Linked DNA regions of Mus musculus: all the other regions are linked to region 3. The links are chromatin contacts, called in public HiChIP or PLAC-seq and promoter capture Hi-C maps. All regions are on one chromosome and are shown on one strand. The core of a region is the stretch at or near the end of the contact, and the rest is flanking DNA. Distances in the headings are between cores, read along the strand shown.

Region 1 (4,700 bases), core at 1,282-3,781, 640 kb after region 3:
GACCTCTAATCTGGCCTGGCTGGCCTTGATTTTCAGTGTAAGTTAGCTCTGGTGAACCCCCTGGGTGGTGACGTGAAGGAAGCAACTCATGGATTCCCACAAAGGGGTGGTCACTGTGTCCACTACCTGTATTTGGAGCAAATTACCAGAGGCCTCGTTGTCTCTTCCCAGCCCGGACTGAGAACAAAGAGTATGAACTGGGCAGGGGAGGGAAGTTTGTCTTTGTGCTCTTCATGTCTGCAAGATGGAAAGAAGAGTGTCCATCCCAACAGTGTCTTGGATGAGGATAAGCTACTACTGTTTGTGGAATACAACAGTCATGGCCTGTACCAGAGGCAGGGTCCTTTCTGGGCTTGGCATGTGTTTCTAGTGCTTTCAGAGAATAGCAGGCTGTTTTTACTGTAAAGGCAAAATCCCATCATCATCCTTCCACGGCACCCTAGTTCCTTCCTTCCAAGGCCCTGCATGATCAGGCCTCTGTGAGTTTTCCTGTCTTCATTTCAGCCTCTTCTTGTACTCCCAGCCTTGGGTCCCATGTTCTAGATCATGGTCATGCTCAACTGTGGTCGGCTCCTCCAGTCTGGTGTTTCTCTGGGCTCTTCTGCTGGAATTGCTACCTGTGTCCTCCCTCCCTGACGACTCCTTTATATTCTTCAGAATCTGTCCTTTCTAGATCTTCTGGGTGTTCTCCTAGCACGTCTGCCCCCACCTCACCCCCCAAGGCTCTTAGCATCCTCAACAAGTATTTGCTGAGCTAACAAATCAGAAGGGAACAGTTCTGAAAGAGGCTGCTCTATGGCCAAGAATCCGTGCAGGTACCTTGCATCAGGGTACCTGATAAAAGATCCATAGATTATAGAGGAAGAAATGGGGGCTGAGGTCTTTGCCTGACAGTTACATCCCCACACACCTGTGTGTCTGACAGGCCCAGCATTTCATGGCATCTGTTGGGTGTGTCGGCTCACACAAGGATGTTGCCCACCCCACCTGTGAAAGTAATAGTCCTGAGAATGTGCACAAAGGGCTTGACCTAGTCCTTAATTCTTTGCAGACTAGTAAAGGGTTAAAGGAACAGACGTGTGTCAAGCGCTCAGTGGTGTCTAATGCATGATACCCGCTCAACAAGGATTTGTTCTCATATGTCTGCAGGTGAGGTGTGCAGGCCCAGAAGAGATTCTTGAGTTATAATCAGTAGAGAAGAGCTAGGTCTACACCCCAGAACCCAATCCTACAGGAAAGCAGCCCCGTCTCACTTGAGGATTCAGTATCCTTCTGAATATAGAAGCTCAGCTCCATAAGCACTCTGGTTGTGTCACTGTGGTAGACAGTTTTATAGTAGGAGGAAGGGAGGACCCCCAGGGGTTACCTAGGGAAGTCTGATATTTCCCTGGGGTCTCAGTCTTGTTTCTGTCAGTAACTAGGTCATCCTGAATGGGGGTGAGGGGGAGGTAGGAGGTTAAGGAGAGGGTCCTGCAGAGCAGTAATGTGCTTACATCAGCTAGTCTCTCTCGGTACCCTTTTTTCCCTGAGGCCACAGGTTGCCTGGCACACTAGCTCCCATTTTGCTTCCCCAGAGCCTGGTGCATTGCCTAGACTGCAGGAAACGGTTGCTGAAGGAAGCAATGAGTTACATTTCAGTATTTGTCAAATATGTCTGTAATTGTTAAGGACAGAGTGTTAGCCTGTTTCAGGATCCTCCCAGATGCCTGTGTCTTGGAGGCCACAGATGAGGAAACAGAGGTTTGGGACTGAAAGATAACTTCTTCAAGGCCCTCCAGTGGCAGTTCCAAGTACCTCAAAATGGCTAGGCACTGGGAAGGGCTGTGGAGTGATTAGCATTGGGGTAACTGCCAGTTAGAAATGACAGGCTCAAATGATTACTTGTGAAAAAGGATCCAGTGAGAGCTTTCCTATTGAATTGCCCGAAGGTGTTAGCAGGAGTTATTCCTTCGTAGAACAAAAGACCGGGTCTCCATGGGAGAGGGCCCCAGTTTTTTTCCGGCTAGTTTTAGCGCAGGGAAAGATGCCAGTCAACTTTGCATCTGGAAACTCCTTTAAACTAACCCGAGGGACCTGAGGTCACAGTAGCCTCTTCACTCTTGCTTCCGCCGGGCACCTTCTCTCAGGAAACCCACTTGCCCTCTTGGCAGGGCCAGGGCTCCAGCATTACTGATGGTATGCTGAAGGCTTAGCTCTGAGCCTCCTTTAATGGACTGTGGGTCTTGGACAGCAAGCAGCTGGAAGCATCCTAAGCCGCTGCTTGCTGGACACAGTCACGAGGTGAAGGGCAGGGAAGGATGGAGTTTGGCCCAACCATTGCAGATCCCCAACCGGTACAGATACTTGGCAGGGGAACGCCAAAAGTGCCTGTTCTCCCAGGTGGGGGTCTAGTTACCAGAGGGCCCTCGGTAAACACTCTACTGGGGCAATAACTATGCACATTTACTAAGCCTCTGGAGGAATGGTGGTCACGTGGCCATCGAGGGCGGCGCCCTCGGCTTTAAAATGAACTCCAAATCACCGAAGGCTTTCTGGAAGAGGCGGGAATTCTCGGGGCCGTCCAATATGGCTTTCTCTCAACAACAAGGATGCGCTTAACGCTCTAGGGACCAAGTCATGCCTGAGGTGAGCTTCTTGCGGTGAAGCAAACCCAGGAAGCAGCAGGGTCCGGGAAGGGAGAAGTGCCTCAGGGGACTGGAGTGGCTGGACCAGGCCTGGTCCAGTCCCTGACCTTCCACTGTCTTTGAGGAATGGACGCGCTACAGCCCTACGAGGTCAGGGCGGCGGGGTCCTGGTGCTAAGTGCGCGCCAGCAGGACCCCGTCCTCCTAACGCAGAGCCTTCCTAGGCCGGGGGTTTGCGCCTTTCATGCTTGGCCAGCCCGTCCAGCCTGTCGGCCGTCCCTGTGCAGTCGCGCAGGGGTCCCGATGCCTGGGCCTCAGGGGCGAAGCGCGCTCGAGAGGGCCATCTGCCTGGGTGTGGAGAACTGCAGCGTCCGCGGTGCGAGGCGCTGCCCCTCCCGGCCCCCGGCCCCGCGCGCCCGCACCTCTCCAAGGCCGCCAGCGCCCGCAGCCCCGGGGCCGCCGTGCCAGGCCCAGACCCAGACCCACACTAGGCGCTGGAGGCGGTGCAGGGATTAGTGGACCCCTCCCCCCGAGCTCCCCTCGCCCCGCCCGGGGCAGCGAAGACCCCTGGGCCCGAGGGTGACCGAGGAGCTTCGTCCCCGCGGGGTCTGGACCGGGGGCTCGGCCTCGCTGGGCGGGGGCTGCACGGCGACAGGCCGAGGTGCGGGCGCGCCGTTAGGCTGTGTCCCAGAGGCCGGGGTGTGGGGCGTGGGCTCAGGGCTGCGGGGTCTCTCGGCCTCAGGCCCGGGTTGAGGCCACGGTCCTGCGGCCAGTACCCCGGGGCGGGTCACCCGACCCTGCTCCCCGGAGCCGCTCACCCCGCACGGCCCGGCCTGGGGAGGGAGAGGGAAGGGAAGGGGTGGTGGGTGAGGGGCCGTGGGGACCGCAGGGCCGAGTCCCCGGCCCGCCCGCACGCGCTGCTCCAGGGCGGCTGCCCCAGGCTCCCGGGAGGAGCCAATCCCCTGCCTCGCGGGCGTCGAGCCTGCGGCCGAAAGGGAGTCCCAGGGCTGTAGAGGCTTGGCTCGGGGAGGCAGACCCGAGCTGCTGCTGCCTCCATTTTGTTTCCTGTTCAGCTTGGTCTGTAGTGGTGGTGGTGGTGTGGGTTTGGGGTGCGGCTGGGCAAGGGGGTTCCCCTGCGGCCACGTCTGCTCGGGGCCTGGGGCCTCGAAGACCCCCATGCCAAACCCCCCAGGTGAGCCCTACAGCGAGACGGGGGTAGCCTCGGCCTCGGGTCGAAACCAGCGGGGCTGAGGGCAGGTGCCCAGTGGATGGGGAGCCCGGGCTGGAACCTAAGATGGAGGCCGGGGCTGACGCGGGCCTGAGAGCAAGGCCGGCGGGCCAGGCCTCAGCCAGGCACCATGGTGGCTCCGGGGTTGGGGTTCAGGATGACTGGGGTGCAGTTAGCCGTGTGCAACCAGGGGCTGGCGCGGCGCCCCGAGGTAGGTGAAAGGATCGTCATGCCACCCACGACGCCCGCAGGCCCCGACACTCTGGGGAGGCGCGCGAGGCCCCCCAGGGGAGTCCGCCTCAGGCCCCGCCCGGGCAGCTGGGCCGACCCGTAGGCCCGGGGCCCTGAGCTAGCGCCCAGGGGGAAGGGAGGGGAGGGGGCGGCAGCAGCAGCTCCGCTGATTGGGCCGCCCGACCCGGCCGCTCGCTCGCCCGACTTCACCCGCACTGAACCCCGAAGAGTGAGGCAGGCGTGGGAGCGCGCGCAGGGTGTGTGTGTGCTGCGGGGGTGTGTGCGGGGGGGGGGGGGGAACGGGGACGGGATGGGTGCGCGCGCAGGAAGGGGTGCGCGCGCAGGGAGGAGGGCGGGTGCGCGCGCACCCGGGGGCCTCGGTCGCTCGCACGCGGGCCGGTGCGCGAGGCGCTCTCCTCAGCACGCGCCGCCGCCGCGGGGGCGCGCGCGGTGGGGGTGTGAGGAGGAGGAGGCGGTGTTGGCGGCGGAGGAGGAATAGGCCGGGGCGCAGGTCGCGTTCGCTGCCTTCTCGCCCGGGGAGAGAGACGAGGGGGGGGAGGGGGGGAGGCGAGCGGCTCCTCTCTCGGTGTCCTCCGCTCCGCTCGCGCCCCGGTGTAA
Region 2 (4,633 bases), core at 1,274-3,773, 920 kb after region 3:
TGTAATGTTGACAAAAACACTTATCTACCACCTAAGGCAGAGATACCTGACTAGGGCAAGGCGAGAGTCTGGCTTCAGCAGAGATACTAGCAGTGGAAGGTTCAAGACCGGCATGCTCTCAGGGAGCTGGAACTGGAAAGGCCCAGGAGACCCCAGATGGACTCTGCCCATCCCCCTCTTCCTCAGAGCACTTGAGAAGAGCAGGAACTTCTCACACAATGAATCACATCATAACCAGGGTGGTGCTGGCCTTTCCCACCACACAATCTGACTTCCCCTGTGACCTGCTTATAGCACAAGGACAGAGTGCATTTAAGAGACCCTCTGCCTCCTAGGGGCCAGCAGCCCCAAGCTCCACTATACACACACACACACACACACACACACACACACACACAGAGTCAAGGTACAGGGAAGACATCCAATACTCATGACCCAACGTTTGAACCCAGACACCCCTCCTGCTGGACTCCTAAATGTGGGTCTGTCCTGAGCCTTGAGATCTCAGCCAGCTGCTGGTTGTAGGATAAGAGCTGAGAAGCACCACGCCATCTTCTTCAGGATGGGACCCTCACCACCCTTTTACAACATGCCGTTAAGGCCCTTGGAAGTAAGCACACATATAAGCGAGGGTGCATCTGTGCATCTGCACATGTCCCACACACAACCCAGATGGGGCTGGCGCACAGACCAAGGATGAATAACTCCTTCCCTTTGGCTACATGGATGCTGCTGGTGATGGAGGCCCGGGCCTGTTCTGAGCAGGATGCGGGGCAGAAGTCATTAGTAGCCCCAGCACTGGGTTGCCAGTGTCCAGCTTTCGAGGGGTTAAGAGATAGAAGGTGTTGTCTACACCCCATAGACTGGCCAGTGTTTCTCCTCAGGCAGGGCCACATCCCCAAACAGGCTCCTCCACCAGGCCACTTGTCCAGATTGCCTCTCATGATCTCAGCCCCCCAGGGGCAGGGCTGGGACAATAAGATGGAAACTGCCCTGCTTGCCCTGTGCTGGCCTCTCCTATAACTGACCTGCAAGACACGAGAACTTGTCTCCTGAGTCCATCCCTCTGGGCCTGGCTACCGGCCAGTGCTGCAGTACCATGGCCTGGACGCCTGGTTATTTTGTTCCATCTTCCAGCCCCCCTACCCGGTTGCCCTCCCAGGGTGAGAGTGAGGCCAGCCCAACTGGAGGCTCCCTCAGATCAGCCCCAACTCGGCCTCGGTTTTCTCAACGATAGCCTACTTCCAGCCTAAGGAGAGGAAAAGATTCAAATACAATTTTTTTTTTTGAGAAGAACACTTGGGGGCTGTGCCCTGAATGGGGCATCGGAGCCCCCTTGGTTTTCCTGACACCCTGAGACTTCAGACCAAGGCAGGTGGCTCACACCCTCCTCCAGCTCAGGGAGGGTAACAGCTGGGGAGGGGGAGATAAGCCACTCACTCACTCTGCCCCAGTCGGAGGTTGATAGCCCCCTGCTGCTGAGTGGAGGGGCTAGGGTCCCAGAGATCTACTCATCTGGCATCCCTCTGTGGAGGCTCCCTCCACGCTCCCAGCTGCCCCCCTAGCCAAGCTGCTCCGTCCATCTCCTGAGTCTCTTCCTGCCTATCTGCCTCGTCCTAGCGATCTGCTCCTTCAGCAGGGGAGAGAAGGGCTCAGCCCTGCCTCTTCCTCTGCGATCCGTGAGGGATAAAGAAGTCACTTCGTGGTTGCCATGTGGCAATCAACCTCCTTGTATCACACCCTAACCTAGATGTGGGGGGAGACAACCCCGAGAAGCCCCCGGTGGGCGGGGCACGCTGGCCCCCAGCCCTCGGCGCTCCTCCCCCGCCCTAGCTTTCCTTTGTGCTGTGGCCGGGCAGGCTGCTCTAGCTCCGCTAGCTGGGTCCCCGCCCCGTCCCCACCCGGTCCTCGCCCGCTCGAAGGTGGCGAAGGTGCCCTTGGCTGGCCCGTGCACACCTGTCCCCCGGGCCCGTGGAGGGAGGCAGGGTGAGAAGGGGGATGGGCTCCGACAGGACCGTAGGACCCCAGGCCCCACGTCTGGGCTCCACACCCGCGTGGCTGGCGTCCGGCTCCCGCGCCCCCAGTGAGCCTTAGGGCGGCCTCAGGGCGCCCCGGCCCGCGCGCCCAGCCTGGCCCGAGCGGCCCCTCCCCCGGCTCGCACAAAGGCAGCCCCTCCCCGGCTCTCCCGAGCCGTTGCACCATTTCGGGGTCTCCCCCTCCCTTCCCGGTGGCAGAGCCTCGGGGAAACAAAGGCGCGCGGCGGCCTGGGGACAAAGGGGCCGGGGGCGGGGGCGGGGGCGGGGGGCTCACCAGTCGGCTGCGCTCTCCTCCCGGATCACCTCCTCGTACGCCGCCAGCAGCTCCAGGCGGTGGCCGCTGAAGCTGACGCCGGCCATGCTGCGGGCCGGACCGAGGCCGAACGGACAGACGCACGCACAGGCGGACCGACCGACACCGGAGGGAGGGGATGAGGGAGTCGCCGCCGCCGCCTCAGAGCCTCTGCAGCGCTGAGAGCGAGCGAGCCAGCGGCCGGGGGAGGGGAGCCGGCCGGCGGGGGGCGGGGGGCGCTGGCTCCGCCCGGCTCACTCCCTCGGCTCGCTCGGTCCTAGCGCCGCCCCGGCCCGGCCCAGGGGGAGGCCCGCCCCCCCTTCCCAGTTTGCCCCGGGGCGTCCCACACACGCCCCTCACCCTGCTGGCCAGCACCGGACACTGAGCTTCCGCTCTGCTCCCAGGGCCAGTCCCATGCACCTGTCTTGTCCTCGTCCCCAACCTGGCAGCACACCCCTCTTCCCTAGCCATAAACCCACCAAGATTCCAGGCCCAGATTCATCCCTCTCCATCTCCCCAGAGTAATTGACCCAGCCCAACACCCTTGATCCATTTAACTCCAGCCCAGACTCACATCATTCCTGGGTCCGTTACACCCTACCTTAAACCCCTTATGGTCCTTACTCTGTCCCTGCCCGGATTCAGTTCCTCATCAGACCAGGCCTGGGTTACGTGTAGTCCATTTCCTCTGAAAGGACCCTCCCTAGTCTACCACCACTACTTCCATCTCAGCTACAGGCCCATGCTTACCTCTGCACACATCCCACCTAGTCACCATACCCTCTTGCTATGCCAGCCTGTCTGAATTCCACTCAGACCCCTCTTCTTAGCCATACCTTGTCTCAAGCCGTTTACACCCCACCTCCCTCATCCTTTACTTTCAGTCATTTTCTTCCTCCCAGATGGGTATCAAAAAAAAAAAAAAAAAAAAATGATGCCTTCTTTTCCAAGTACCATCCCTCCTAAGGAAGCCCAAGTAGGGTCCCCAAGGCAGGGCTCCTCCAAAGCCATTCCAGGGAGAACTTTCTGGCACTTTTTATTTCCCAAAGCTCTGAGTGCAGAAGGGACTGGGCCTCAGAGACTTCTCTATGGGGACATGGCTGCACAGAGCTTCCAGGCACTGTTTCCTGTGGAATGGAGAACACTGAAGCCCTCCACAGCTCTGGTTAACCTTTCCATACCCACTGGACATCCCAACCCATTTCCCAGGCAGGCAGGCAGGCAGGCAGGCAGGCAGGCAGGCAGGCAGACAGGCAGGCAACAGTGCCTCAGCAAGTTTCCCCTGGGGCTGATCTGTGAACAGGAGGTGGCTGTTTTCGTCGAATTCCTGCTCTGACTTGGTCAATCATCTCCAACAAGAAACCAATACTTACATTCACTGCAATGCCTTGGAATGGGACACGGGAGAGGGTGGCCTTAAACCTCTGTACTTCACAAGAACCCTGCTTCAGGAGCTATGGGTACCCATTGAACCCATGCACCCCATCCTTGGGAGTTTCTCCACCAACCTATGGTGAGTCCTGGTGAGTGGTCAGTCCTGGGCCCTGATCCCAGATGCAGCTGGAACTCAATGGTTAGGGCAGAGGGGAATAGAGATGACATCAGATGGGGAAGGAAAGGAGCAGGAAGCCAAGGTGAGAACAGAGCTGCAAGCCAGGCAGTGGTGGCGCACGCCTTTGATCCCAGCACTCAGGAGGCAGAGACAGGCAGATTTCTGAGTTCGAGGCTAGCCTGGTCTACAGAGTGAGTTCCAGGACAGCCAGGGCTACACAGAGAAACCCTGTCTCGAAACCCCCCGCCCCAAAAAAATCCAAGAACAGAGCTGCAGTTCTCGGTATCTAGAGTGCTCGCCCTGGGCAGAGGGGAGTTGGCGGTTGGGGTCAGGACTAGGCTTCAGCATCTCTCCTTCCTGCTACTTCCCCACCCTTGATGTCTCCTAACCTCCTACTTAGTCGATTTCATAGGCAAAAAGCAGACCTAAGTGCACCTTGGAAGTGTCTCCATGGATTCCTGTCTGCCCACCAATTGCCTAGCACCTGTCTCTAGCCACGCCCAGTTCACCTCCCATCTGCATTATTTTTTTGTTCTGTTTTCATTTTATTTTTGTTTTTGTCTTTTTAATTTATGTATATGAGTATACTGTTGCTGTCTTCAGACACACCAGAAGAGGGCACTGGATCCCATTACAGATGCTTGTGAGCCACCTTATGGTTGCTGGGAATTGAACTCAGGACCTCTAGAAGAGCAATTAGTGCTCTTAACCGCTAAGCCATCTCTCCAGTGCTGTTTTCGTTATTTTTAAAAA
Region 3 (4,870 bases), core at 770-3,269:
CATGGTGACAAGGGCGTTAGAGAGTCCAGTGTAAGTGGAAGACACACGTGATGGTAGAGACAAATGGTATTAGGGTACATGGAGGAAGCTTCCATTAACCTGCCTAACTGGGGAGCGACTTCAAACAGTGTCTAACACCTTGTCCAATGGCTTCATAAAGACAATAGTAATAAAGCCGCTGGCATCTACTTTTTTTTTTTTTTTTTTTGGTTTTTCGAGACAGGGTTTCTCTGTGTAACCCTGGCTGTCCTGGAACTCAGAAATCCACCTGCCTCTGCCTCCTAAGTGCTGGGATAAAGTCGTGCACCACCACTGCCTGCCCAAAAACTTTTTTGAGCCAGGTGCAGTGTACATGCATTTTAATCCCAGAACTCAGGAGGCAGAGGCAGGAGGATCTCTGTGAATTCCAGGACAGCCAAGTCTACAAAGGGAGACTCTGTCTCAAAAAAAAAAAAACAGTAGATGTAGATTTAGCAGCAACTCTGAACTTCACTTATGATTTCGCCTTTAAAGACAGCACTTGGGAGGTAGAGGTGGTAAGATCTCTGTGAATTCAAGGACAGCCTGGTCTAAATACAGAGTTTCAGGACAGCCAGAACCACACGGAGAAACCCTGTCTCTGGAAAAACAAACAAAAAGTGTTTACTCTTCACAAAAGACACTTATGGCAAGAGGCTGTAAGCCAAGGTCAGGGTGTATACCACGGCTGAGAAGGTGATGACCTAATACTAAAGAAGATCAGTACTAAGGATTCTGAGAAAATAAGCTCTCTGGGGGATGTGGGTGGGGGTACAGACTTAACCAATAAGAACTTAAGTTTACCAGGCACTTCTGGTTGTCTTGAAGCCATTGAAAGACAGGGATCCAGGTGTTTTTTTCTATACGTAATTCGGAGCTGAGTCCCTTCCACCTAATAAAAATAACATAGGGCATTTTCTTATGTTGCACAGCAGAGGGTCATTCCAGTGCTCTGACAGACACGCAGAGACTTATGGCTGGTAAGTAAGGTTGACACATACACACGCTAGAACCAATGAGTGACAAACACACCCCCGGAAGGATAAAGTCCACTAGTTTGCCAGTATCCTATGGCTGGCTCCTCTGAACACCCGAGAGGAGAAAGCCAAACCTCAGTTTAGACAGACACCTTACCACAGTGAAATGACGCCGGACTATGCAGACAGACAGATGTTAATGAGGAGCATTGCCCAGCTTCTGCAAATTAGCGAAGCTTCTGAGGAAGGGTCCATCCAGAGGCTCTAAGTAACAATAAACAAGCAAGGTTGGTACAGCGCCCCTAAGTCCACCGAACATCCGACCACTCCCCAGCCGGATTACATAGCAGCCTTTCCCCTTGGCAGAAATGAGCTATGCCAGCATAGAAGACCAACTCGGCATCACTAAAAGTCATCGCATTCTCACACAACCCTTGTCTTGAAAACAAACCCGCGGCGCTGCACAGCAGGCATTATTGGTCCAGATTTTTGTTCAAGTTCACTGCGGTCCTAGGGACATCCGCAAGCCAGACACACGCCCTTTCCCTCTCCCTTAGCGACCCCAAGCCCACGACTCTCTCGCAGGAGGTGCAAAACAAAGCCTCTGAGATGTGTAAAGCCAATCCCGACCTTCCCACGGTCCCACCCCTCAAGGCGAAGCCGGCTGGTTCGCAGCGAGCAGATGCTCCGAGGCTCACTGTGCGGGTCTTTCTGGTGTCCCTCGAGCCCCGCTAGGGTGGAACAGAGCCCCCCTCCAGGCCCCCCAGGCCGCGGCGCCCCGGAACTCAGGCTGCCCCCAGCTCCGCCAGGCCGCGGTCGGTTACCTGCTCGCCCGCCGCCTGCGGCCCGACTTCCCGCACTAAAGAGGCTCCGAGGCTCCAGATGGCCCAAGAGGCTGCTGGGCTGAACAGAGCAGAGCCATCGTGAGAGCGCGACGAACGCTCCCCTACGGAGGACAGTCGCCGGCCGGCAACCGAACCCCCAAACCACCCCGAGACTGTCGCAGGTCGCGCGAGACCTGACTCGAAGATCCGCGGGGCATGCTGGGAGTTGTAGTCCGAGATCTGAGCGTGCCTCCGTACCCACCACCACCGGAACACCTCCCTGTAGGTTGAACTCTAAAAGGGAATTCCACGGGGTTCCCAGAAAGGAGGTCACCTGTTTCCAGCACTTCCTCTGCGCTTTTTACTTGATTACAGAATTGTGGCACTTGGAGGCTGAGGCAGGAGCATTGCCTGAATCAAGGAGTGTGGTGGGGGCTGAGGATGAGAAGGGGGGAAAGAATGAAGATTGATGGCTGGAGATGGTTCAGTTAAAACAGTAATTACTGCACTTGCAGATGACCTGGGTTTGTTCCCAGCACCCAGGTTTGGTATCTCACAACCTCTTGTAGTACAGCTCCCAGGGTCTGCTGCCCTCTTCTGGCTCCCAAGGACACCGCAGTCGGTCTCCCATTCCCACATACTTGAATTTAAAGGGGGGAGACCCATCCCCCACTTTGCCAGACTCTCATTGCTTTATCAGGAAAGCAAGCTCAGGCAGCCTGTTAGCAGGTGGTGGCTTCTTGCAGGAAGCTGCAGATGTGGCACACAATAGACTTTACCTAGATTGGAAGACTCCACCCTAGGTGGGCTAGCCAACTGTGGCAGAAACAAAGTCTGATTCTGCCTGCTCAAGGCTGGGGGGAAGGGCACAGTTCAATGAACCATGAAGCCAGGTAGGCGCCTTCGTGGGTCGTGACCCACAGGTTAAGAACCACTACCATACCTCCCACACACAGAGAGGATCTGATAGTTAATCTTTCTCCCTTTAATTAGCAGTGGAGTCAGGCGGGCTCCACACTAGTACAGGACTAAATACAGGAGCATCCGCCTCCCCGGAAATGGATAATAACTATGAGAAAAGTGGACCTGGAGAGGTAGCCACTCAGAGGTCTCAAAAACACTTCCCTGCTCTGCTCCATGAGAGAAAGCTGAAAACACCCACACTCAACTCTGCTCCAAGTCCAAGGTTCACTGTCCGCTCAGGAAGAATCGGAGGGTGTTAAAAGATGGGAATACATTTGACTTTGCTTGCATTCTGTTAGGACCAAGACTGGGCCAGGAATTCATGTCTTCTGTAAGCTGTATACTTCATTTGTGAATAACACACTTGATTTGCAGTGTGACACTTGAAAAAGTATTCCCAGTGTTTTTACTTTACTGCTCCTGGGAGGAAAGGGTGCAGATCAATTCTCACATAAAAGGTTAAACATGGGGACGGAAGTGAAGGCTCCTCAATGGAGAACACTGGCTGCCGTTCCAAAGGACCCAGATTCAATTTCCAGCACCCATAGGACAGCTCACAGCTGCTTATCACTCTTCATCCAAGGGGTCCAATGCCCTTTTACAGCCTCAGCATGTGAATGACAGACAGGCACACATCTATGCAAGCAAAACAAACACAGGGCTGGAGAGATGGCTCAGTGGTTAAAAGGACTGACTACTGTTCCTAGAGGTCCTGAGTTCAATTCCCAGCAACCACATGGTGGCTCACAACCATCTGTAATGGGATCTGATGCCCTCTTCTGTTGTGTCTGAAGACAGTGACAGTGTATTCACATACATGAAATAAATAAATTCTTTAAAAAAAAAAAAGACAAACAAACACACACACATTTAAAAAACAAATCTTTTATAAGGTTAAAATGTCTTTTTTTAAAAACAAATGAAATATTTTGAAAATATCTTGTTTTAAGATTTATTTATTTATTTTATGTATGTGAGTACATGTGATTGGCTACTATTGCAACTGGTAGATCCTGAGAGAGAAACCGAGGCAGGACAACCAGGAGCAAGAGACCTCAGGTGGCAGTGAGCACATTGAGAACGGACTCTTAGGAGAGAGCTTCAGTGAGGCAGCTCATTTAATGGAGGGAATAAACGCTATTTAAACCTTCGAGGGGATGGAGGCTTTCAGGGTGAGTGAACATCATTGGCCAGGGCCAGGGTGCTAGGGATACCTCATTACCATGAGGAAGGATTCCAGGTGCTACTGTGCGGCTGGACATGACCTTATAATGGCTGTCTTAGTCAGGGTTTCTATTCCTGCACAAAACATCATGACCAAGAAGCAAGTTGGGAGGAGAGGGTTTATTCAGCTGACACATCCACATTACTGTTCGTCACCAAAGGAAGTCAGGACAGGAACTCACACAGGGCAGGAATCTGGAGGCAGGAGGTGATGCAGAGGCCATGGAGGGGTGCTTGCTGGCTTGCTTCCCCTGGCTTGCTCAGTTTGCTTTTTTACAGAACCCAGAACTACCAGCCCAGGGATGGCACCACCCCCAATGGGCTGGGCCCTCCCAGCCTTGATCACTAATTGAGAAAATGCCTTATAGCTGGATCTCATGGAGGCATTTCCTCAAGGGAAGCTCCTTTCTCTGTGATAACTCCAGCTTGTGTCAAGTTGACATACAAAGCCAGCCAGTACATAGGGTGAGGAAGTTTAGCCTGGCAACTCAGGCTACATAACCTCCTGGGGGTGGGGGACAAATGTGGGAGTGCAGGGCTACTTGTGCTGGGACACACAGGCTTGATCATACACTCCTGTCCATGTCAGACCCCAGATTCTGGGGTTTGGACATGCCTTGACCTCACTCTTGTTCCGGGCCTGTTCTCCTTGGTCCCACAATTCCCTGGCTTCACATTTGGACATGCATATTTTAGAATAAGTATTAGTTAATACTGTGGAGAAAATAATCAGATCAATAGTAATAACTTAAAATTAACAAATAAAAAGACAATGAATCCTTTGGTCCAACTTTATGTCTGTCTACGTGTGTTTATGGAGTGTCTGCCTGTGTTTATGAGGTGTCTACATGCATGCTTAGGATT
Region 4 (4,863 bases), core at 556-3,055, 800 kb after region 3:
CTTTCTTTCTTTCTTTCTTTCTTTCTTTCTTTCTTTCTTTCAGATTTACTTATTTTATGCATATGAGTGCATCACCATTGTTGTCTTCAGACACACCAGAAGAGGGCATCAGACACCATTACTGATGGTTGTGAGCCACCATGTGGTTGCTAGAAATTGAACTCAGGACCTCTGGAAGAGCAGTCAGTGCTCTTAACCACTTAGCCATCTCTCCAGCCCAGGAACAAACTTTTTCAAAGAATGCTTCCCTTTACACATATTGAAAGGCTAACCACTCATTTTATTAATATTCAGAAATGTTGGAGGTGGAGCCTTTGGTCGGAAAGTATATCACGCAGGAGAGGGACCGGATATGATGAGACAAGTGTCCTTTATAAAACAGGACAGGAGACAGTATGCTCCCTATCTCTCTGCTTTCTGACACGTGGGCACAGCAAAAAGATGGCCGTCTGCAAGCCATGACTCGTCAGAGCACAAGTGTGTCAGGGCTTGAGCCTGGACGTGCCACCTCCGGAATGGTGAGAACTGAGCGTCTGTTGTCCCGGCCACCCAGCACATGGCATTTTTTTTTCTTAATAATTTAAAAACTATTTTTATGTGTATGACCGTTTTGCCTGCCTGGGTGTCTGTATACCATCTGCATACCTGGTACCCTCAGAGGCCAGAAGAGGGCATCTGGTCCTCTGGAACTGAAGTCAGGAGCAGTTGTGAACTACCATGTGGTGACCAGGAATGGAACTCTGGAAGAGTAGCCAGTGCTCTTAACCACTGAGCCATCTCTACAGCCCGGTTTGTTTTCCTTTGTTTGTTTGTTTGTTGACCAGGTATCGTTATGTAGTCCTGGCTGATATGTAAATGAGGCTGGCCTTGCACTCAAAGAGCTCCACCTGCTTTTTGGAGTCTGAGCTAAGACAGTTCTGCACAGAGGTGGGCTTTCTACTGAGTATGGCTTACTTTACCTCTTTGGTATGGATATACCCAATCCATTCTCCTACCCTTCAGTGCATGTGTGCATACCCAGCCCCTGGGGTGTCTGACTATACATAGGCATGCCTATCATATGCACCCATCCAAGGCACTATACACTATCTATCTTATTTTGTTTACATTTAGATATAGATACAGACATAGTATAGATCCAGATTGAGTTTCCTGTAACTAAGTCTGACCTCAAACTGTTATTCCTGCCTCTGCCTCACAAGGGCTGGCATTACATACATGTGCTACCCTGCCCAGATTCGAGTGTGTATGCCTGAAGATTCAGGTGCCCTCGTGACACAGCATGCCCACATGCATGGTCACACAGGTGATGTGATTACCTCTTTGCTCACCTGGCTATCAGATGACAGCCTAGGGGCAGCAGTCTCCGCATGCAAACTGCCTGAGCTAGGGTTGCTAAGCATGCATAAGCCTGGGACATAGAAGGTAAATGAGTAGTGAACAATGCACTTTTGTGGATGCCTAGGACTCGGAACACATGCCCCATGTCCATGGAACCCCCCCCCAGACTGTCTGCTCCACAAGTGTCTAGTTGTATGAGCATGCACTTCAGCATGCTGACACATCCTTGGAGCCTTCAGATTGAACACTCCAGGTACCTCGCTGGGCAAAAGGAGGCTCCTGCTGGCTGTTGGTGCTTGCATGGTGTGCAACCGAGGGTGCGTTGGCGGCATGTGTGTGTGCATGAACGTGTGTGTGTGTGTGTGTGTGTGTGTGTGTGTGTGTGTGTATGAGAGTAGGAAGAGACATTCGCTCTCTTAGACCTTGCTTCTTTCTGTGGTTTGGTTTCTATAGAGACACTTCCTGTGGCAGAGAAAAGAGGTAGTGAGCTGGTGTTTCAGGATGTAAGGGCCCGGAGGAGCAGAGCTCTCTCTCTCCACTGCCTGCTTGCCACCCCAAGAGAGTGCTTCCGCGATCCTTGTGGTGGGTGGCCCCCCGTGGAGGGGACCTGTGATCAACGGCGGTATGCCAGGGAAGCCCAAGCACTTGGGTGTCCCCAACGGGCGCATGGTGAGTGTGGGCTCTGAGCCAGAGCCACAGGGAGGGGGGTGGGCACACCCAGGGTGGAGTCCAGGAGGCACACCCAGCAGGGTTGCAGAGGAGCAGGCTGGAGAAGTTGGGTACAGACAGCTGCTGGCATTGGGACCTGGTGCTGTCACCCTAGGACCCTTCCAGATGCCCTGCTAGGAGTCTGGTGCAACCCCAGGGATTAGTCCAGAACACAGCAGACTTAGGTCTCTGGTTCCACATGCAGGTTGGACTCGCTGCTCCCTCATCCGCTACTGGGATTACTGAAGTTGATTACAGAGTAGCCTGGAGATCCAGTGGTCACTTCTAAAACTTCTCAAGCCCTATGTCTCAGGCCCTCAGCCCTCCTCTCTTCATCTCACGCTCTAAGTGCCCAAGATAAGGTTTTAAGAGCAGCCCTTGCTGGATCACTGCATCAACCTGCTCCAGAGGCAGCCTGCCAGAACTAGTGTTCTTTGGGCAGCCCAGGACGGGTCAGTAAGGGCAGGACAGGAAGATCAGCTCTGTCTGGTCTATTCCTAGCTTCCAGGAAGGGTGTGTGTGTGTGTATGTGTGTGTGTGTGTGTGTGTGTGTGTGTGCGTGCAACTTAGTATAGGATGCCCTGGTTGCAGCCCTAACCCATTAGACCTTCTCCAGGCTGTTTAACTCCTGACTAGAGTTGTCTCCAAGTTTCTGGCTCTTCTTTCATTCACCAAATAGGACAGGCTGTGTTGAGCCTCCCTTTTCTCCTTAGGGACCTGGCTCACCTAGCAGGATCACTCCAGGGGGACCAAACAGTGTCCTGGTAACCTCTATCTTAAGGCCCCAGCCTAGAACCATGGGATAAAGCCAGTGGGTCCAGAATAACCTGGGATCCAGAGAGAGAGACCTGGGATCCAGTTCTAGCTCTGCTGTCTTTTCCCAAGAAAGATCCTGTCCTGTTTCGTCATCAGTAAAATGAAATAGAAACTGATCAATGTCCTGTTTGCTGAGTGCCATAATGAATATGAGACACTTGAGCATTGTAAAGGCTACGGAAGGGTTATCCTGATAACCCCTGTACTTTCATCCCCTCTTTAAGAATCTTCTATCTCATTAAACAGTTCCCACCTCTGCCTTCCAGTTCCCAAGGTTAGTTCTCATGTTTTGTCGGGAAGCCCTTTGCTGACGCCCCATGCTGTTTGGGTGGAAGGGAGACCAATTCCAAAAGTTGGCTCAGCCCCCACCCTACTTCCTCTACCACCAACCCAACTTAGAAAGTCTGTGGAGAGCCCATCCCCCTGCACCCACGCTGGGTGGGCATGGCACTTGGCTTGCTCCTCTCTAGGTGACTTGGCCACAGGGCCAAGGAGAAATAGCCCAGGCCCTCCCCGCAAAGAATAGCTGGATTGATGCTTCTGGGACAGAACCCAGAACCACACACCAGCTGAGAGGGCTGGAGATAGACCCAGCTTGTCCTTCCTGTGTCAGCTGGTGGCTTCTCTATCCAAGTCATTCAGAATAAAGAGGACAGTACAAGCTGAGTCCTGCCAAGCCCACAGCTGCCCTAGATCCTCTCGGCAATTGTCCCATATGTTTATTTCTGTCCTGTTTGGATCCGTTTTGAATCCTCTGTATGACCCCTGAAACCTCATGGTTCACAGATGTCCACTTGCTGGACAATGGGCAGCTTTGTGAGGCCATACTTGGCTGGGGCAGAGATGGGAAGACAGGCATTGGCAACGATGGTGTAGATGTGAACGAAGAGGGGCCTGTGGGCAAGGTGTCCGGCTGTTATCTCACGGGGGAGGCTTGGAGGAGCAAAACCAATATGCTGTAGAGCAGAAGGGTCACCATTTGCACACACCCGCTGAGTCCCCCCCCCCCCAGCACTGTCCTGCTTTGGTTCCTTTCCATCCCCCACCATTCCTTGCTGAGGCGCTGTCAATCATGAGCCTCATCCTTCTGGCAGTCAGCTGTCACTTAGAGAGGCTCCTAACCCCTCCCAGAGAAATCGTCTCTTGGTACCAGCTGTCACTTGGCTTGTGCATTCACTCAGGGGCTCCTCTGGGTCGTCCCACCCTGAGCCCTTAAGACCCAGGTCCCAGTCCCCAGTTAGCACTAGTCAGCGAGGCATGACAGACATGAGTGAAGAGTACTGAAACACACTTCTGGTTTGGAAGAGCTGTAGGTCAGGAGTGGGGAAAGGCTGAGAAGAGCCTCATAAGGAAAACCATCTTCTCCATTAACATCTAACACTGTAGAAGATGGTCTTTAAAACACATACAAGCTACAGGGGCAGTGGTCTGGGGGGATACTTGCACATAGGAAAACGTACAGAGGTGGTGGAGGGCTATGCCCCAAGGGAGTCTGTGAGTTTAACTTTGGGTTAGTCATAGTTCTCTTTCTGGACACTCAGAGTTGGTCCTCTGACACACTCTGGCAAAGAGACCTGAGTAGATCCATGTGCCTGTACGCTCCTGGTGTCCAACTCAGGGTCAGGGATGGCAGTGCGGGGGGTACATTGTAGAAGGGCATGTGGTGGAGAAAGCTCTACAGAGCTGGCTCAGGCTGAAGTGATCCGGTACCTAGGGTTGTATAGTTATAGACATCCACAGAGTGAAACAAGACCACAGGTCACATGCTCACCTCTGGGAAGGCACCCAGGAAGTGGGTGAAAAATCTGGAATAAAGTTTTGGTTTGAGGAAGAGTCGAGATAAGGGAGAGAGATAGCCTGATAGCTGATTGCTCTCTCCTTGAGATCTGAATCCTCTAGGGCATTCCTGGGCCTCACCTCCATTGACTTCACCCATTTGTGCCCAAGGGCTACAAGCCCTGGACCTCCAAGCTCTCCTGTCTATAAGGGAAGTGACAA
Region 5 (4,726 bases), core at 1,413-3,912, 760 kb after region 3:
GAGTGCAGTGAGTAAAGGTTTGGAAGCTTCAAGGCCTTTTTCTAAGTTAGCAACTAAATTGGATGCATAAGACCTTTTTGAGTTATAGAAAGATGGAGTTGCCTCTTGTTGCGTACATTATAGGGTTTCACTGGGAAGCTTAGGACTGAGTCACACCCCTGAGCACAGGTTCAGACATAACACAACAGGTAGAGCTGGCCTAACCAACTCGTCTTGAGGTTGATGTACCCAAGCCTTTTGTCTCTGGGCACAGCTGAGGTGCTTTCCTTCGTCTTCTCCTGAACTTTGTACTTTTCCATCCCAGCCTCAACCTATCTTCACCCCCACAAAAGAAAAAAAGTGATATAGTTCTTGCCTAGTATGTTAGAAGCCCTGGTATTTGCTCTACACTCAGACATGTAAGCACTAATAAAAAGGCCATAAGAAAAAGAGCCCATTGTTTATCCATGGTTTCAGTGATAGTCTTAGGAAACTGTTACTTGGTTCCAGATGGAAGTCTTCATATAAGTGAGGCCCACGTGGCCCCAGGAACAACTAGGTGTTTTGACACCCAGTGCACACAGCAAGGAAATGCATCAATTTTATTTACAGTTCAGAAGCTACTTAAATAGTCTGGACAGAAGCCTGGGATTCAAGTCAGCCCTTACTCCTCCTCATGCCCACAGTCAGCCCAATACTTCCTCCGTTCCATGGGCCAGCACAGGCAGGTGCCACCTCTGCTGTGAGAGGCACCTGGAATAGCTCAGACGCTTGACCATTCCAGCCCAGACAAGAGTCAGGTCCAGCCCCTCTGGGAATTCATCTAATTCCACTGGGCCAGATGAGTGGTGACTCAGTGATGACAACAGCTGTAGAAGTAAGGGTTTGCCTTCTGGCTCAAATCCACACCTTTGTCCTCTGTCAAAGAGAGGAGAGGTGACTGCTCAGCACTACTATTATGTCGGGGCATCAAGTAGGTCACCAAGAAGGCTGGGGACCATGAGGAAGTACACACCTGTCATCACCTGGAAAGCAGCCACACTGACGTAATCCTCAGCCACTTTCTGGAAGAGTTCATCTGGCAAGCAAAGAATCAGTGAGGGCCTGAGACCAGCAGCCCTGGGTATCCCAGTGGCCCAGCCCTCTGAACCTTTCTGCTCTACTGTCCTGCCTGTTCCTGCTGACAGGACCCAAGACAACACTCACCCACACTTTGGCCTGTCTTGCTGGATGTTTCAAAGAGTTGGGCTTTGATATCTGCAAAGAGAAGTGACTGTCTTCACACTTGGGGAGCACACCTAAATGTAGCTAACAGTTCAGTCTCCTGAACCACACAGGTTCAAGAAGGCCAGAAAGCAACCAAGACTGTCATTCCCATCTTTGAAATACACTCAGGCAGATAGTACCCGCCCCCAAGCCCCCATCCTCAGAGACTTAAAAACAGCTACTATCGGCATAGTCCTGAACATCATGGAAGTCTACACGACGGCGCCGCCTGTCTTCCTCCAGCAGGTCACTCTTAGTGCCACACAGGTAGATTTGACAGCCCTGTAGCAGAAGACAAGGCTGAGATTATCTCCACAGACCAATACAGTCTCTGTCCCTACTCTTGTGATATCTGGCCACCTACCTCTTCTAAACTGCGCAGCTCCTTAACCCAGAACTTGGCTCTCTCAAAGCTGCTGCTGTCAGTGAGGTCTTGGTAAGGGTAAGGCAAGAGACACATAAAGATCAGCGGCTTCCCTCTGATGCTGGCCTGTAACCTAACCCTTACTACTTGAACACGCCAGAATTCAACCCCTTACCATAACAGACAATTGCAGCTTTAGCACCCCGGTAATAGATTCTGCTCATGGCTTCGTAGCGCTCGGAACCTGCTGTGTCCTGAGGGGTGAAAGGAGTTAATAAGCTCCTTCACAAGACTACAAAATAGGCCCCATCTTCCAGACAACCCCCCCTCCTTTTTTTAGACGAGTAAATGGGTGTGAGGAAGGAAAAACGACCTCTATGAGGCTCCAGTTGGCTGGTTTAAGAGGCAAGACATTAAATTCGGGAGACAGGTTTGCACAAGACTCTGTTCTCAAGGGACTTACCCAAATGCCCAGAGTCACCGTCCGGTCTCCAACGCACATCACCTTGGCCACGAAAGCAGCCCCGATGGTCTACAACCAGGGAAGAGATAAGTGTGGAATACTGGCCGGACCCCTTCCTCCCATGCCTGCTCCGCAGGGGTGCACTCACGTTCTGATAGGGCCCCACCAAGAAGCGGTCGTGCACGTATCGTTCCACCAGGCTCGTCTTGCCCACGTATTCCTTGCCCAGCATAACCACCTTAACGTCCACGCGCTGCCCGCTCATGCTCCCTGGGCCGCCTCACCCACTTCAGGGTCCGCGCGGCCCAGGCAGAGCCCAAGCCTCAGACCCCAACCCCAAGGGCCTCGCACCTCGCAGGCCCCTGGCGCCTCGGCCCGGGGCGCTCCGTCCTTTGCAGAGCCGCGGCGCGGGGACGCGGACAGCGCCCTCCACCGCGCCGCAGAGCCCTGCGGTGCTCACCCGCGCGACCGCCGCTGCGCCCGAAGCTCCGCTGCGCCGGGGTTACCGACTGAATCTGGGGTCCTCGTAGCTAACTCCAAACAGCACCTCTGGGACTGGAAGCCAAGAGGCGGGACGCCCGGTCACGTGACGCGGGCGCCGGAAGTGGCCGATCCTATGCATCCGGCGCCGGAAGCGTCGTGCAGTCCTATAACCCCTGATGGCGGCGGTAGGGACCTGGGCGCGGTCCTGCGGAGATTGAGCTGCGAGCCTGGCGGGCGTGCGCCTAGCCACGTCCCCCCCACCCCCGGGCTCTTCACCCTGATGCTGCACGGGTGCTGAGCCCGTCCGGGTCGGGACGATGGTGAAGTATTTCCTGGGCCAGAGCGTGCTCCGAAGTTCCTGGGACCAAGTGTTCGCCGCCTTCTGGCAACGGTACCCGAATCCCTATAGGTACGTGGCGTTGGGTAGAGCGAGTCGCCTTCCTCTCTTCTTCTGGAGATCGCACCGTAGGCTGTCCTTCAATAGTGGAGTTTGAAAGACTGGACAGAGTCCGATGTGGGCTATCTGCGGAACTGTGGCCACAGTTATAGCACAAAATCCTTATAGGATTAGAATCAGTCCAAGCCTCCAAAGTCCTCGAAGAAGATTGTCTAGTTTGTGATTTATATTGGGCTCTAGATTTCTATTTTGCAGTCCAAAGGTGGTTGGACAGGAAGAGGCGGCAGCACGGGAGTTGAGCGGTATTTCGGGGCCAGAAATCCTGAGGATGGTTTGCTTACCTGCTGCTGGCGCTCTCTAGTGGTATAATTCTTGAGATTTTGCTCGCTTTGGAGAGCCACAGAATCCATGTCGGGTGGAGGAGGGAGTTGGAATTTGCCCGGGGATAGGTTCAGTGTACTCTAATTCTGAACCCGGGCACAGATCACAGATTGCAGGCAGCCATGACCTGGAGGCGCTAAATAGGAACCAGTAGACATGCTGTCAAGAGCAGGCTCCTGAGAATCATCTTTAACTCTTGCAGCAAACATGTCTTAACCGAAGACATAGTGCACCGGGAGGTGACCCCCGACCAGAAGCTACTGTCCCGGAGACTCCTGACCAAGACCAACAGGATGCCACGTTGGGCAGAGCGACTGTTTCCTGCCAACGTTGCTCACTCCGTGTACATCCTGGAGGACTCTATTGTGGACCCCCAGAATCAGACCATGACCACCTTCACCTGGAACATCAACCATGCCCGGCTGATGGTGAGACTTCCTTTGCTCCCTCAAAATAGTTGCCCTTCAGATTTCAGGCAAGAGAGTTGTGGGAACTTCTGTGGCCAGAGGCAGGCCTAAAATACCAATGAGCTGCATCTCTAGAGTTCTGCCCTTAGATTGGTCTACCCTTTCGATTGGTCAGATTCTCTGGGACTGTCCCTTGGCTCTCAGATGGTGGGGAAAGACACCCCTGTTCTTTTTTTCTTTTTTTTTTTCCCCGAGACAGGGTTTCTCTGTGAAACTCTGGCTCTCCTGGAACTCATTTTGTAGACCAGGCTGTCCTCGAGCTTAGAAATCTACCTGCCTCTGCCTCCCAAGTGCTAGGATTAAAGGCGTGCACCACCAACCACTGCCCGGCTGACACCCCTTTTCAAAGCTTGTTACAAGTACTGTGCGCAGAGCAGTCAGTTGGTGACATGCATGCATGCATACATATGGGGGGGGGGGTGGCTTTCAGGAATGATGCTGATCGAGAAAGGGAGGCTGTGGCTTCCCTGTTGGAGTCACATCAAGTGGAGATAACTGGGGTGTGCCTCGGTTTGTGCATGAGATTTGAGGAAGTGCATTATATGGATCTTGTATGCTTTGGAAGGCTTGAAAACCCATGTTTGGGAATGTTCACACAGTGTGAATAACCTTCGAGCTTCTAGATGATTCTTTCTCGGCTTCTGTAAGCCTGAGAGGTGGAAATTGTGCGTTTCAAAAAAGAAAAACTTTATATAAAGATGTGCCACTCACAATCCGTGAGTAAGGCACCTTTTCCTGCCCAGCACTGTCTGAAGTCACCTCAGCTGAGAGCTCTGCTTGGTAGATATCACATTGACAAGTTTGTGACTACTTCACATTCTTCAGGAGGCTGCCGCTCCCTTTGTTAATGAAAGCTGTCATTTTTGGAGTGTGTGCGCGTGCTTGCGCACACACACAATACCAGGAAGTTCAAAGAGGAGAGGGTA
Region 6 (4,584 bases), core at 1,132-3,631, 530 kb after region 3:
ATCTGTAATTTATGATACTTATAGTTGACATCTTCTTTAACTTTATTTTTTATTATTATTAATTTTTAAAATTTATTTATTGTATGTAAGTACACTGTAGCTGTCTTCAGACACACCAGAAGAGGGCGCCAGATCTCACTGCGGATGGTTGTGAGCTACCCTGTGGTTGCTGGGATTTGAACTCAGGACCTCCAGAAGATTAGTCAATGCTCTTAACTGCTGAGCAATCTCTCCAGCCCATTTTTTTTGTTTTGTTTTGTTTTTCGAGACAGGGTTTCTCTGTATAGCCCAGGCTGTCCTGGAACTCACTTTGTAGACCAGCTGGCCTCGAACTCAGAAATCCACCTGCCTCTGCCTCCCAAAGGTGTGCGCCACCACTGCCCAGCTTTTTAATATTTTTAAGTGTGTCTGTGTATACATGTACACAGGAGTGCAGGTTCTAACAATTTTTTAAATTATTTTTTATTTTAAAATTTAAAATAAAATTTATCTTTATTTTATTAAAAAAACATAGCCAGCTGGACAGTGGTGACACATGCCTTTAATCCCAGCACTTGGGAGGCAGAGGCAGGCGGATTTCTGAGTTTGAGGCCAGCCTAGTCTACAGAGTGAGTTCCAGGACAGCCAGGGCTACACAGAGAAACCCTGTCTCGAAAAACCAGTAATAATAGTAGTAGTAGTAGTAGTAGTAGTAATAATAATAATAATAATAATAATAACAATAATAGAGCCTTGAATTCCACCACTTGGGAGGCAGAAGCAGGAGGATCCCTGTAAGTTTGAGCCAGCATGGTCTACATAGCAATTTTCAGGCCAGGCAGAACTATATAGTGAGACTTTGTCTCAAAAACATAAAATAAAACTTATAAATGCACAAGGCTCTTGGAGTTGATCTCCAGCACAAAAGAAGAAGTGAGAAAGCTTGATAGAATAAACTCCTTTATCAATTGATTACAATTAAAAGTGATTTGTTTCTGTAACTGAGTAAAGTAAATGCATACCTATAAAATCTCTCTCTCTCTCTCTCTCTCTCTCTCTCTCTCTCTCTCTCTCTCTCTCTCTTACACACACACATACATACACATATAGCAACAGAATTCAGGGGAGATTATTCAGTGGGTAAATTCCAGCAGGTGGATAGTGAGTAGGGGGATCCCCGAGGAAGCCAGCCAGACATACCAACCAACTCCAAGAGACCCTGCCCCAATTAAGATGGAGAGACATTTAAGAAGATTCCCACTAACATCGGTGTAGTGGTGGAGGGTGGTGTGTGTGTGTGCCCGTGTGTGTGTTCACACCCAGTGTGCCCACAAGTGTGCAAAAATAAAAGATTTCAAACGCACCCGGAGCAATAAGTTATCACTGCCTGAATCAATAGACAAACTTGTAGGTTTCTCACACCCAATACTGAGGTTGTTTCTCTCAAGAACCCTAACGCGCCCTAACACATTAGGAACTTTAGTAAAAAAGGAGTTGGCAAGTGGCTATGCCGGGAAATGACACTCATGCGTCTGGCTCCACAAGTAGACTTTCTTTGACTGTGCTACAAACCCAACAACACCCTAACCATTGGGCTCACTTTTTCCGCAGCGTTGCCCGTACATCATATGATGACTACATGCAAGAAGCCTGGAGCGAAGTGGTCCAGATTCACACCCAACTCCATCTCTGAGAGGACCAACGCTCTGGTCTCACAGGTTTCTGACACACCGCCTGTCATCAGCCACGAGAGAAACGCACTAGGCTCGACTGGCTACGTTAAGTGGTAAATGATAGATTTCCAGGGGAAAATATTTCTCGGGAGACTGAGGCAGGAGGTTGGCGAGTTCTATAGAAGCCATCTTGGGTACCCTGTGAGTTCAAAGCCAACCAGAGCTACACAGAGAGACCCGGGTGGTAGCGGTGTCTCGGGCGGCCGAAGAACTAATGAAGCCAACTACCACAAGACAAGCAAAGTAACGTGGGGCAGGCAGCGGGCCTAGGCGGTCCTCGGACGGTCCGTTAGCCGGGCGGGCGACCAGGCTACCAGGAAGCTCGGATAGCAAGAGAGGGCGCTCCGGACGACGACCGCCGCCCGCAGAGGGAGGGGAACCCCGGGGGGCGCGAGCGCCCGGGCTGCCCGGCAGCTGCGAGAGCGACCCGGCCGGCATCGGCTTCCGCCCGGCCGAGAGGCCTAGTCGCTGCGAGGCGCGCCTCGGGAGCAGCGGCAGCCGCCCGGCAGACAGCGAGAAGCAGGCGGCCCCGACGGCCGCGGAGTGCAGAGGCGACGCGTACTCACCGCGGATCTGGCAGCGCCGCCCAGCGCCTCCTGAACGCTGGGGGTCGCGAGCGGCCGCAACTCTTTAGAAAGAGGAGAGCCCGCGCGGCGGCGCGAGGCGGCAGGGGCGGGGAGGGGCGGGGCGAGGGGCGGGGCGCGCAGGCGCGGAGCCCTGTGGGCCGCTGTATGCTCACACAGTTCCTGGGTCCCTGAGTGCTGTTAAGAGAGGGGTTTAGGGGAAACCAAAGAAAGCCAATAGGGTCCCTAGACACCCTTCGAAATAAGCTCTGCTGCATCAAGCTTCCTCTGGTTAATTTATTTGCATGAATCCAAAATTACGTTCAAATTAAATGTTCACATGACTAGTTAGAAACTCTCAGATGGTATAATGTTAATTAATGTCTGATCGTCTTAGCGGAATTTAAGCATCCTAAAACACAAAAATACTGAATCTTGCTCTCTGCTAAGGAGAGATTACAAGAGTGGAGGGCGGGTATGATTGTAGGGGGAGATGAGTGGGATGGAGTGCATGATGTGAAATCCACAAAGAACCAATAAAAAGTAAAAAAAAAAAAAAAAACTAAAATAATAATAATAATACTGAAATTTCTACAACATATATTTCCTTGAAATATATGCTCCAGAAAGTCCATTTCCTTGAGGAGGAAAAAAAAAAAAAGGCAACAGCAGAAATGTCAAAGGTGAATAAAATATGAAATATTCCTACAATAAAATTTAACAAATAAAACTCAAGGTTTGATAGCGCCTAAAAAAATCTTACTAAGCTGGGCGTGGTGGCGCACGCCTTTAATCTCAGCACTCAGGAGGCAGAGGCAGGCAGATTTCTGAGTTCGAGGCCAGCCTGGTCTACAAAGTGAGTTCCAGGACAGCCAGGGCTATACAGAGAAACCCTGTCTCAAAAAAAAACAAAAAAACAAAAAACAAAACAAAACAAACAAACAAAAAAATCTTACTGAAGGGGCTGGAGAGATGGCTCAGTGGTTAAGAGTACTGACTGCTCTTCCAGAGATCCTGAGTTCAGTTCCCAGCAACCACATGGTAACCATCTGTAATGAGATCTGATGCCCTCTTCTGAAGACAGCTACAGTGTACTCATATACATAAAAATAAATCTTAAAAAAAAATCTTACTGAAGCCAGGACTTTTATCTCAGAACTCAGAAGGCATTGGTAGGTCCGTTTCCCCACCTCTCCCAAAAAGGGGATGGTGGTGGTGACGGTGGTGGGTAGTCTCACTGAAATTATAGCAAGCCAACAAATGTGAACACTCTCATATGCTTTTCATAAGCTTACAAAAAGTAGTTCATAGTTTGTGGGAAACAGTACTCCTAAAAGCATAGGTTAATGGACCAGATGATAGATGGATACATCGTGGTAATGATAAAGCAATGGGAGGAGGAGACAAATAGAAAGTGGAATAAACAGGACCTCAGCTAGGGGTCAAAAACCAGGACTAACGACACATGCCACAACTTTGACTCTGGCCCGAGCTGCCCAAGTAATAAGCCAAGCGGGGCTGCATTCCACTTGGCAGCTCCGCTCCTTTATCTGTATGTACTTGACACGGGTTCCTCTCCAACACACCCTGCAATCTCAAATCCTCCACCCGAGCCAGCATCAGGCTGTGCACACTCCCATCTCTGAGCAGTCTCTATTTTAAGTGTGTGACCGATTTATTCAGATATGAAGAACAGAAAGGCCGATCTGGTCTGAACTGGTTTTTGTCTTGCGAAGAACCAATGCTGCCTTCTGCACACATTTATTGGGAGAGCTTGATTGTAGAGGCGAAAAGACCTCGAGCCCAGAACTGGTGCTGCTTTTATAGGCCTAGGAGGGGCGTGTCTCACACCCGGATTGGTTATGCACTAAGCCTTATTTGCATGTTCCTCATCTGATTGGCTACTCTCTCTCAGTACCTTACAGAACCTCATTATCATACCTCATTTGCATGTCTCACATCTGATTGGTTATACTCTCAGTACCTTACAGAACCTCATTATCATACCTCATTTGCATGTCTCACATCTGATTGGTTATACTCTCAGTACCTTACAGAACCTCATTATCATACCTCATTTGCATGTCTCACATCTGATTGGTTATACTCTCAGTACCTTACAGAACCTCATTATCATACCTCATTATCATGCCTGGGCCAGGCAGTGTTTTTGCAAAAAACTTTACTGCATATGTACACATTGGTTGTTTGTCCAATCTTATGCATGGTGGCCATCAGTAGTCAGTGCCACTCAGCAACGGCACATGTGGCTTCCCACATTTTGGATGATGTGAGGCAGAACAAACTAT

What was found. Promoter capture Hi-C pulls out the DNA fragments that hold promoters and counts their contacts. HiChIP or PLAC-seq counts read pairs in DNA pulled down with a chosen protein or histone mark. Capture Hi-C pulls out chosen DNA fragments and counts their contacts.
Region 1: a promoter capture Hi-C map of liver shows a contact between it and region 3, with 4 times the contacts expected there. The contact joins the promoter of Nsd1 here to the promoter of 4833439L19Rik in region 3. A contact is called at or near these places in 4 of 39 promoter capture datasets (erythroid cells, hippocampal neurons, liver and 1 more), 2 of 115 datasets of contacts at active chromatin or transcription factors (large pre-B cells and pancreatic cancer cells) and 1 of 9 other capture datasets (liver).
Region 2: an H3K4me3 HiChIP or PLAC-seq map of embryonic stem cells shows a contact between it and region 3, with 6 read pairs. The contact joins the promoter of Dbn1 here to the promoter of 4833439L19Rik in region 3. A contact is called at or near these places in 1 of 115 datasets of contacts at active chromatin or transcription factors (embryonic stem cells) and 1 of 9 other capture datasets (liver).
Region 4: a promoter capture Hi-C map of pre-B cells shows a contact between it and region 3, with 2.9 times the contacts expected there. The contact joins the promoter of Rgs14 here to the promoter of 4833439L19Rik in region 3. A contact is called at or near these places in 3 of 39 promoter capture datasets (the C10 cell line, liver and pre-B cells) and 1 of 484 Hi-C or Micro-C datasets (uterus).
Region 5: a promoter capture Hi-C map of liver shows a contact between it and region 3, with 2.0 times the contacts expected there. The contact joins the promoter of Rab24 here to the promoter of 4833439L19Rik in region 3. A contact is called at or near these places in 3 of 39 promoter capture datasets (the C10 cell line, cranial neural crest and pre-B cells), 1 of 115 datasets of contacts at active chromatin or transcription factors (microglia) and 2 of 9 other capture datasets (liver and pancreatic islet).
Region 6: a promoter capture Hi-C map of neutrophils shows a contact between it and region 3, with 2.7 times the contacts expected there. The contact joins the promoter of Uimc1 here to the promoter of 4833439L19Rik in region 3. A contact is called at or near these places in 4 of 39 promoter capture datasets (the C10 cell line, fetal liver, neutrophils and 1 more), 1 of 484 Hi-C or Micro-C datasets (CD4 T cells) and 2 of 9 other capture datasets (liver and pancreatic islet).

Annotation. Positions count from the first base shown.
Region 1 is chr13:55,207,251-55,211,950 of GRCm38.p6, forward strand. Nsd1 (nuclear receptor-binding SET-domain protein 1) reads left to right here and starts at 2,532. Exons shown (of 23, transcript NM_008739.3): 1 at 2,532-2,625.
Region 2 is chr13:55,485,553-55,490,185 of GRCm38.p6, forward strand. It overlaps Dbn1 (drebrin 1), which reads right to left and starts at 2,524. Exons shown (of 15, transcript NM_001177371.1): 1 at 2,311-2,524. The coding sequence starts at 2,396.
Region 3 is chr13:54,563,363-54,568,232 of GRCm38.p6, forward strand. It overlaps 4833439L19Rik (RIKEN cDNA 4833439L19 gene), which reads right to left and starts at 2,020. Exons shown (of 9, transcript NM_133797.4): 1 at 1,820-2,020; 2 at 1,153-1,259; 3 at 823-910. The coding sequence starts at 850.
Region 4 is chr13:55,367,927-55,372,789 of GRCm38.p6, forward strand. Rgs14 (regulator of G-protein signaling 14) reads left to right here and starts at 1,806. Exons shown (of 15, transcript NM_016758.3): 1 at 1,806-2,010. The coding sequence starts at 1,966.
Region 5 is chr13:55,319,318-55,324,043 of GRCm38.p6, forward strand. It overlaps Rab24 (RAB24, member RAS oncogene family), which reads right to left and starts at 2,663. Exons shown (of 8, transcript NM_009000.3): 1 at 2,221-2,663; 2 at 2,073-2,141; 3 at 1,785-1,863; 4 at 1,610-1,677; 5 at 1,428-1,527; 6 at 1,186-1,236; 7 at 995-1,057; 8 at 1-897. The coding sequence starts at 2,337. The coding sequence ends at 833. Prelid1 (PRELI domain containing 1) reads left to right here and starts at 2,738. Exons shown (of 5, transcript NM_025596.5): 1 at 2,738-2,964; 2 at 3,536-3,761. The coding sequence starts at 2,873.
Region 6 is chr13:55,097,919-55,102,502 of GRCm38.p6, forward strand. Uimc1 (ubiquitin interaction motif containing 1) reads right to left here and starts at 2,382. Exons shown (of 15, transcript NM_011307.3): 1 at 2,279-2,382.